2 separate regions of the Zea mays genome follow, and region 1 is linked to region 2. The links are chromatin contacts, called in public Hi-C maps. All regions are on one chromosome and are shown on one strand. Each heading gives the region's core, a stretch centred on a gene start, on an enhancer-like site or on the middle of the called end of the contact. The rest is flanking DNA. Distances are from core to core; before and after follow the strand shown. Region 1 holds the start of LOC542108 (fructokinase 2). Region 2 holds the start of LOC100191955 (HXXXD-type acyl-transferase family protein).

The links. Hi-C and Micro-C count contacts between places; a contact is called where the count stands out from the background.
Region 1: a Hi-C map of ear shows a contact between it and region 2, with 1.9 times the contacts expected there. The contact joins the promoter of LOC542108 here to the promoter of LOC100191955 in region 2. A contact is called at or near these places in 2 of 25 Hi-C or Micro-C datasets (ear and tassel).

The regions. Positions count from the first base shown.
Region 1 is chr6:8,867,342-8,870,972 of Zm-B73-REFERENCE-NAM-5.0, forward strand. It overlaps LOC542108 (fructokinase 2), which reads left to right and starts at 1,639. Exons shown (of 3, transcript NM_001111741.2): 1 at 1,639-2,083; 2 at 2,908-3,570. The coding sequence starts at 1,871.
Region 2 is chr6:8,711,930-8,716,018 of Zm-B73-REFERENCE-NAM-5.0, forward strand. It overlaps LOC100191955 (HXXXD-type acyl-transferase family protein), which reads left to right and starts at 2,782. Exons shown (of 1, transcript NM_001137379.1): 1 at 2,782-4,089. The coding sequence starts at 2,891. It overlaps LOC103628962 (GDSL esterase/lipase At1g71691-like), which reads right to left and starts at 461. Exons shown (of 3, transcript NM_001352154.1): 1 at 115-461; 2 at 1-9. The coding sequence starts at 367.

The sequences.
Region 1 (3,631 bases), core at 389-2,888, 150 kb after region 2:
AATTTATTATTGTTCTCTTCAACAACCAACTCCAGAATTGAGGAACCAAGTTATAACCATTGTGGAAAATCATGACTTTGTAGGATTCAGACCTTCGGAATAGACCTTCGGGGGCAAGGGGCTACCGTTGAGGATTTCACCACAGGTAAACGTGTCTCTCTCGAAAATTCATAGTTAACTAACGTGCATATGTTGTCAACATAGGTTTGCATAATTGACTTTGTGACCATTAAGGCAATCAAAAGTAAGAGGAACATACTAACTCGCGGACACGAAGACTCCAACCTCTGCCCCCGAAGCTCTGGTAGCGAAGGCAAAGGGGCACGAAGCCTCACGTATGAAGGCTACACACGTGAAGCCTCACCTATGTGAATCACGTGCAAGGAAGCTTCAATGAAGGGAAGTACCCTAGGCCATCTCCAGCGGGTCATGTAAACGGCCGTACAAAGTACTGTTTAGATTGTATTGTTTGCAGAGCAGAATTTGAACTAAGGAGTGAAATAGGGAGTGAAATAGAGAGTCTACGGAGAATACCTCGTTTGAGGCACAGACATGCTCACGATGACCAACCGTCCATAGTGGCCTGGTTGGATGAGAGATGGATAGTGATCATATCACCATCGTGCAGACGAATTGTTATAATCTTATAGTTGGGAGGTCGGAGTCTTTTTTATATATGGATTACAAAGATATAGGGATCCCTATAAACACCCTCAGTATATACTGTTTATTAGGGACATGGCAAATTTTATCCAATACATTACAGGGTATATTCGCATTCTCCCCCATGTACTGTAATGTACTGTTTGGGTCCGTTCGATAAAAAAAAATAGATGGGGTGGTGGGAAAATTAATGTCTCTAGCTCTAATCATCTTACGTCTGCACGCGTCTTGTTTGGATAAAATTTGTATGTTCATCAGTTTGCATGCACCTGGTTTGGGTTTGGGTGGAGGCATGAACATAAAAACTACCCACCCTAGATCTCGATGCAATGCAGCATACCGAACCAGACGCAGGAGGAGGCGCCGATGATGACGATGGACGTGCACTTTGCTTGCTCCGGACTCAAACGAAGACAGCGCGCAGCTCACCTCAGATCTCCCCACCGACACACACACACACACACCACCACCACCACCAGTTTGGAACTTTGCATGCATCCATGCATGAGCGAGTAGCACGGATCTACCTCCAACGTACAGCAGGGACTGCTATCTCGTAGCCGTAGAGCAGTTCAGGGTGCAGACCGGATCCGTTCGGTTATTTGTACATCGTCCATTCTTTTTTTACTTATAGTCTTTTAATTTAAAAATAAATTAGCAACGATAAATATTCGAAAACCGAGTTATTTCTATTTCTACAGGGGTAGGGGGGAGAAACAAATACGCGTCCGTGAATAAAAGATCAAAAGGAATCGATCTACCAGGCTTATTTTACGGGGAAATTACGAGGCTATCGATAGTTAGTTACAGGATAAGGGGGATTGGCGCCCGAAATCTTCGCCTACCGACCGCTGGACCCCGCGCCACCGCACGCCCTGACCAACCAGGCGGGTCCACAGGGCAGAGACCAACCAGGCGGGCCCACAGGGCAAAGGGAGAGAAAATAAAAAGAAAATATATACGTACCAGAAATTTATCTATTTTACGGGCGGATAAAGACGGGCGGTAAATCCTAGTCCCATCCAATCCCGTCACGTTCGGCGAAACCCGGGTTATAAAACCGGAGCACCTCGCCCCCCCTCTACCACCACCGCAGCCGCAGCACAATCGCCTCGCCTTCCCTTCCCCACCAGCCCGTCTCTCTCTTCTCTCTGACTCTCTCTCTCGTAGCCGCGTCCACCTCGCAGCAGCAAGCAAGCGCGACCAAATGGCGCCTCTAGGAGACGGCGGAGCTGCTGCCGCGGCGGCGTCCAACAACCTGGTGGTGTCGTTCGGCGAGATGCTGATCGACTTCGTCCCCGACGTGGCCGGGCTGTCGCTGGCCGAGTCGGGCGGCTTCGTCAAGGCACCCGGCGGCGCGCCCGCCAACGTCGCCTGCGCCATCGCCAAGCTCGGCGGATCCTCCGCCTTCGTAGGCAAGGTACGTCCCGTTTCCATCTCCGTCTCCGTCTCCGTCTCCGTCTCGTAGATCCGCTTGATCTGCTCGTTTGGGCGGCGTGCTCTCGACCGGGATGCGGGATCTGGCCATCCGATCTCCGCCGGCGTCGCCTCGGCTGGGATCCGCGTGCCACTGCCAGCACGGGCCGCGGCCGTTGACCTCTGCCTTCCTAAAGTTCCGTCCGTTCATATTTGACCCCGATGCTTCGGCGACGTTGTTCTCTCTTTTTTTTCCTGGGCGGCAAAAACATTGTTGTGCTGCAGCTAGATGTGTCTTTGTCGTTGGACAGATGCCATTGTATAGATCTTGACGTATTCTATGCGTCCCGAAAAAAAGTTATATCCCGGAATTTATTTATTTTTTCTTCAAAAGAAAATACCACTAGATATACATATGGGCCCACCCGACCTACTAGGCTAGGCTAGCCCAGCTCGCTGCCTTTGTCGTTGTCGTCGTGTGGGTGCGTTGCGTACGCATAGTACAATGTACAACTGTACACTGCACTGCACACTAGCTGCTCAGCTCAGCTCAGCTCACGCACGGGCCAGCCATTATTGTTGACCTCTGGGATTACGATGTGTCACTTGCGCGCGGCGGGGCCCGGCTGACTCGGATCCGACGCCCGCTTGTCCGTCAGATTCGGATCCTCCAAGAGCCGCCGGCCCAAGAAAAAATACAAAAAAAGTTTGCAGCTTTTATTAGATTATTATTATTATTATTATTATTATTATACAATTACACATTGCTACTGATGACGCCCTGCCCTGCCCTACCCCGCCTCCTCCTCCTACTCCGGCGACGTGCAGTTCGGCGACGACGAGTTCGGGCACATGCTGGTGAACATCCTGAAGCAGAACAACGTGAACGCGGAGGGGTGCCTGTTCGACAAGCACGCGCGGACGGCGCTGGCCTTCGTGACGCTCAAGCACGACGGGGAGCGCGAGTTCATGTTCTACAGGAACCCGAGCGCGGACATGCTGCTGACGGAGGCGGAGCTGGACCTGGGCCTGGTGCGGCGCGCCAGGGTGTTCCACTACGGCTCCATCTCGCTCATCTCCGAGCCGTGCCGCTCGGCGCACATGGCCGCCATGCGCGCAGCCAAGGCCGCGGGCGTGCTCTGCTCCTACGACCCCAACGTGCGCCTCCCGCTCTGGCCGTCGCCCGACGCCGCACGCGAGGGCATCCTCAGCATCTGGAAGGAGGCCGACTTCATCAAGGTCAGCGACGACGAGGTGGCCTTCCTCACGCGCGGGGACGCCAACGACGAGAAGAACGTGCTGTCCCTGTGGTTTGACGGGCTCAAGCTGCTCGTCGTCACCGACGGGGACAAGGGATGCAGGTACTTCACCAAGGACTTCAAGGGCAGCGTGCCCGGCTTCAAGGTCGACACCGTCGACACCACCGGCGCCGGCGACGCCTTCGTCGGCTCCCTCCTCGTCAACGTCGCCAAGGACGACTCCATCTTCCACGTATGGAACGCTTCATTCTCTTCTGCTGCTGCTGCCTGCTGATGATGGTCAATCACGTGAT
Region 2 (4,089 bases), core at 1,532-4,031:
GCAGCTCGGCTACGAACACGACAGCATCAATGACGACTGCCTCCATGCATGCCGCAGTTGCATGCATAATGCGGTCAAGAGACAAGGGATGAGCGACTGAGCGAGAGTACGTACCGAGCTCGTCGACGATGGTGTAGCCGTTGCAGAAGCGACCGGTGGGGCCGCCGGCGAAGTCGATGCCGTAGGGGAAGTAGTTGGCCTTGGCAAGCGACGCGAGGTTGTTGTTATTGCCGCTGTCGATGAGCGAGTCACCGAACACGAACAGCGCCGGCGCCCTCCCCTCTCCGCCGGCGGTGGCCGCAGCGGTGACGGCCGGGACCACGGCGAGGAGCAGCAGCCACCGCGGGAGGCCGGCGGCGGCGGCCATCGTGGGCCGTAAGAGTACGTACGTACGTACGTGTGTCAGATAAAAGAAAAGTTGCCGCACATATGCAGCGCGCTAGCTAGAGGCCTAGAGCTCGATCGATCGGTGGCGCAAAATGGACAATGGTTTTCAGAGATGCATGGACTAGGGCTGGGCATTCGGTTTTTTGGGTCTATTCGGTTCGGTCTATTCGGTTTTCAAAAAATTCGGGTTTTAGATATCAAGAACCGAAATCTTAATTTTTTTTACAGGAACCGAACCCGAATAGACCATAAAAATCGGTTCGGTCTATTCGGTTCTTCACGAACCCGAACAGAGCACAGATGACAGACAATGACATGATAATTAATAAATATATACCACAGGAAATAACAGTTCACACAGTAGAAAATGCCTACTACATGCAAGTTTACTCACCACAGGAAATAACTTAACAGATTCATCATCAATCCATCACAATTCACATTTCACAAACAAATTTAAAAATCTGGTCATCTGCAAATAAGCAAAGCAAGTTTGCAACTACATACATATTTGGAAATTCGATTATTCAAACAACAAGCTTGCAGCGGCATTCATATTTGCATGCAAATTGGAACGACAAGTTTGCAATAGCTTTCATATTTGCATGCAAATGAGAAGTCGGCTTACATTGCAAGATTCCTCGCTGGTTGCCGTCGTGCCTTCGGTTAGCGTACCTTACTGGTGGGTCGGTCTGCAGCGAGTCGTGGGCACCACCGAGGCACCGAGGAGCAGGACGTCGAGTCGCCGAAGTCCGAGCAGGACGTCGAGTCGCCGAACGCCGAGGTGCGGTGGCCGGTGGTAGTGGATGGCTGGCGGCTGGCGCCTGGCGCTGCAGACGCGCAGAGGCTGCGAAGCGGTGGATCTACGGCGCGGCGGCGGACCAGTGCGACTCGGTTCGGCAGAGCGACGGTGGATCGACGGCGGCACGGCGCGGCGGCGGACCAGCGTGCAGCGTGCTTGCGGGCGGTGCGGCTAGGGTTGCGGGTGCCGGGGTGCGTCGTGCGGACTGCGCCTGCGGTCGTGCGGTTAGTGAGTTGGGCCGTTAGTGAGTTGGGTCGTCCGGTCGTGCGGTTAGGACTGCGCCTGTAGATCGGTTCTTTGAGTCTAATCGGGTTTGGCTGGCTGAAAACCGAACCCGCAACCGATACCCGAACAGAAGAGATTTAAGAACCGAAACCCGAACCCGAAAACCGAAAACCGACCTATTCGGTCTATTAGGGTTCGGGTTCGGTTCGGGTTCGGTTTTCGGGTTAAAAATGCCCAGTCCTAGCATGGACCATGGAGGCTGCTAGTGCTAACCAGGCCACCAATCCACCATGCATGCATGCATGTGTGAATTGAATGAAGCTGAAGTATGTGGAGATGGATGGAGAATCATGCATGGCCGGCCGGCAAGGGTGGTGGTGGAGCCGATGGAGTGATGGCCGTGCGTGGATGCAGTTATTCCTCCTCTGCGCATATCCTCTCGTACAGGCGGCCCGCCGAAATGGTGGTAGCAGACGGTCATGCCCGGGGCCGGGACCGGGATGAGCAGCAAACTTTAACTTGAGTGTGAGAATTAGAAAAAGAAAGAAAGAAATGATCAGAAAGCCGTCGAATGATCAATGCTTCTCTCAGCCCAGAGAGGGTTTCGGCCCATATATAAATAAAAAATTGGCCTGCGCAAGCTCAAGTAGAGGATGGGCTGCCACCCCGCAAATATTTTAGCCCAGTGTACACGTACCCTGGACACACCAAGGAATAGGAATGGTAGGTAGACATTGGCAATGGGACCGATCCTCGATTCCTCGTGGGAAATTCCTCTATTAGAGCTAGTTTAAGAAATTTATTTTTCAAGGTATTTTTATTTTTCCGAAGAAAATTAGTTTATTTTTATTTGGTAAAATAGGAATCTCTCGGGAAAATAGAGTTCCCAAACTAATTTAGTCCCCGTGAGAATCTAAATGGGGAAATTTAATTCCCATCGGGTTTACGAGGACGGGGACAGAGAACCATCCCCGTTCCTGTGTACCCGCTCCACGAAGCTTTTTTATCCGAGTTAGTCAATCTACTTGCTAAAATTATAGTAAAAACTCAATGCATGACATATTATAAAATAGAAAACTAAACTTTAAAGTAGATGACTCTTATAATTTTTAATCTTGTTTATTAAATTTGTAATAATTTAATACACTCAATTTAAATTTATCTTTAAATATTTTACTTCTACCGGGAACATATATCCCACAAGGTTCTCCACGGAATAAATTCTCCGATATAGATGGAGATGGGAGAAAAAGCTCTCACGTGAGAGCATTTTCCTTTCCTCCCCGTGGGTATGGGGAGCCATTTCCTGTTGCCATCCCGAGTCAAAGGTATACCACGTAAGAAGAAGGGAAAAAAAAGGCAGACCTGTCGGTTGGTCCGGCGGTGGCAGCGAAGCCGCCCTCACAGTCACAGCTACTTCTGCTCGCCCGCCACTCGGAGTAGCGTAGTGCGGTGCGGTGGTGAGTGACAGGAAGGATGGAAGAAGGCTTCACCGGCGGCGTCCGGATCGTGTCCAGGCGTCTCGTCCGGCCGGAGCCGACCGCGAGCTCGCCGGCCAACAACAGCGCGCCACCGGAGGAGGAGGAGGATGAGATAATGCACATGACGCCGTGGGATCTGCGCATGATCACGGTGGACTACATCCAGAAGGGACTGCTCCTGCCCAAGCCCCCGGCAGCAGGCGGGGCGCACGCGCACCGACTCGTGGACGGCCTCGCGTCGTCCTTCGCGCGCGCCCTGGCCCGCTTCTACCCTCTGGCCGGCCGCCTCGCCGTGGATGCCGCCACCGGCGGCCCGGGCGTCGTCGTCTCGCTCCGCTGCAGCGGCGAGGGCGCCGAGTTCGTCCACGCCGAGGCGCCGGATGTCACCGTCAGCGACATCATCACGCCGCCCGCAGGCCGTTACTACGTCCCCAGCGCGCTGGTCTGGTCGCTCTTCCCGCTGAACGGGCTGCTGGGCACGGACGCCGCCCTGGACGACGACTCCCGCGCCCCCCTGCTATCGGCGCAGGTCACCGAGCTCGCCGACGGCGTCTTCGTCGCCATGTCGCTGAACCACGCCGTGGGCGACGGGACCACGTTCTGGCACCTGTTCAACACCTGGTCGGAGATCAGCCGGGCCGGCGGCGAGGGGCGCGAGGCGGAGCTCTCCACGCCGCGGCCGGTGCTGGACAGGTGGTTCCTCGACACCTGCCCGGTCCCCATCGCTCTGCCGCTGCGCAAGCTGGAGGACATCGTCCGGCAGCCCGAGTACCCGCCGGTGCGGGAGTGCTTCTTCGACTTCCCCGCGGAGAGCGTGCGGAAGCTAAAGGCGAAGGCGAACGCCGAGATGGCGGCGGGAGGCGGCACCGCGCCGGCCGCCGTCGTGCTGTCGTCTCTGCAGTCCCTGCTCGCGCACCTGTGGCGGGCGGTGTGCCGGGCCCGGGATCTCGCGCCGGGCGCGGAGACGGCGTACCTCCTCCTCGTCGGGTGCCGCGCGAGGGTGCGAGGCGTCCCGCAGGCGTACGTGGGCAACGCCGTGACGCTCGCCGTGGCAAAGTCGACCGCCGGCGAGGTGCTGGGCGGCGGGCTGGGCTGGGCGGCGTTGCTCTTGAACCGCGCCGTGGCGTCGTTCGACGAGGCGGGCGTGAGGGCCGAGCTCGCGGCGTGGGCGCGCGACCCTCGGTTCGCGTACGT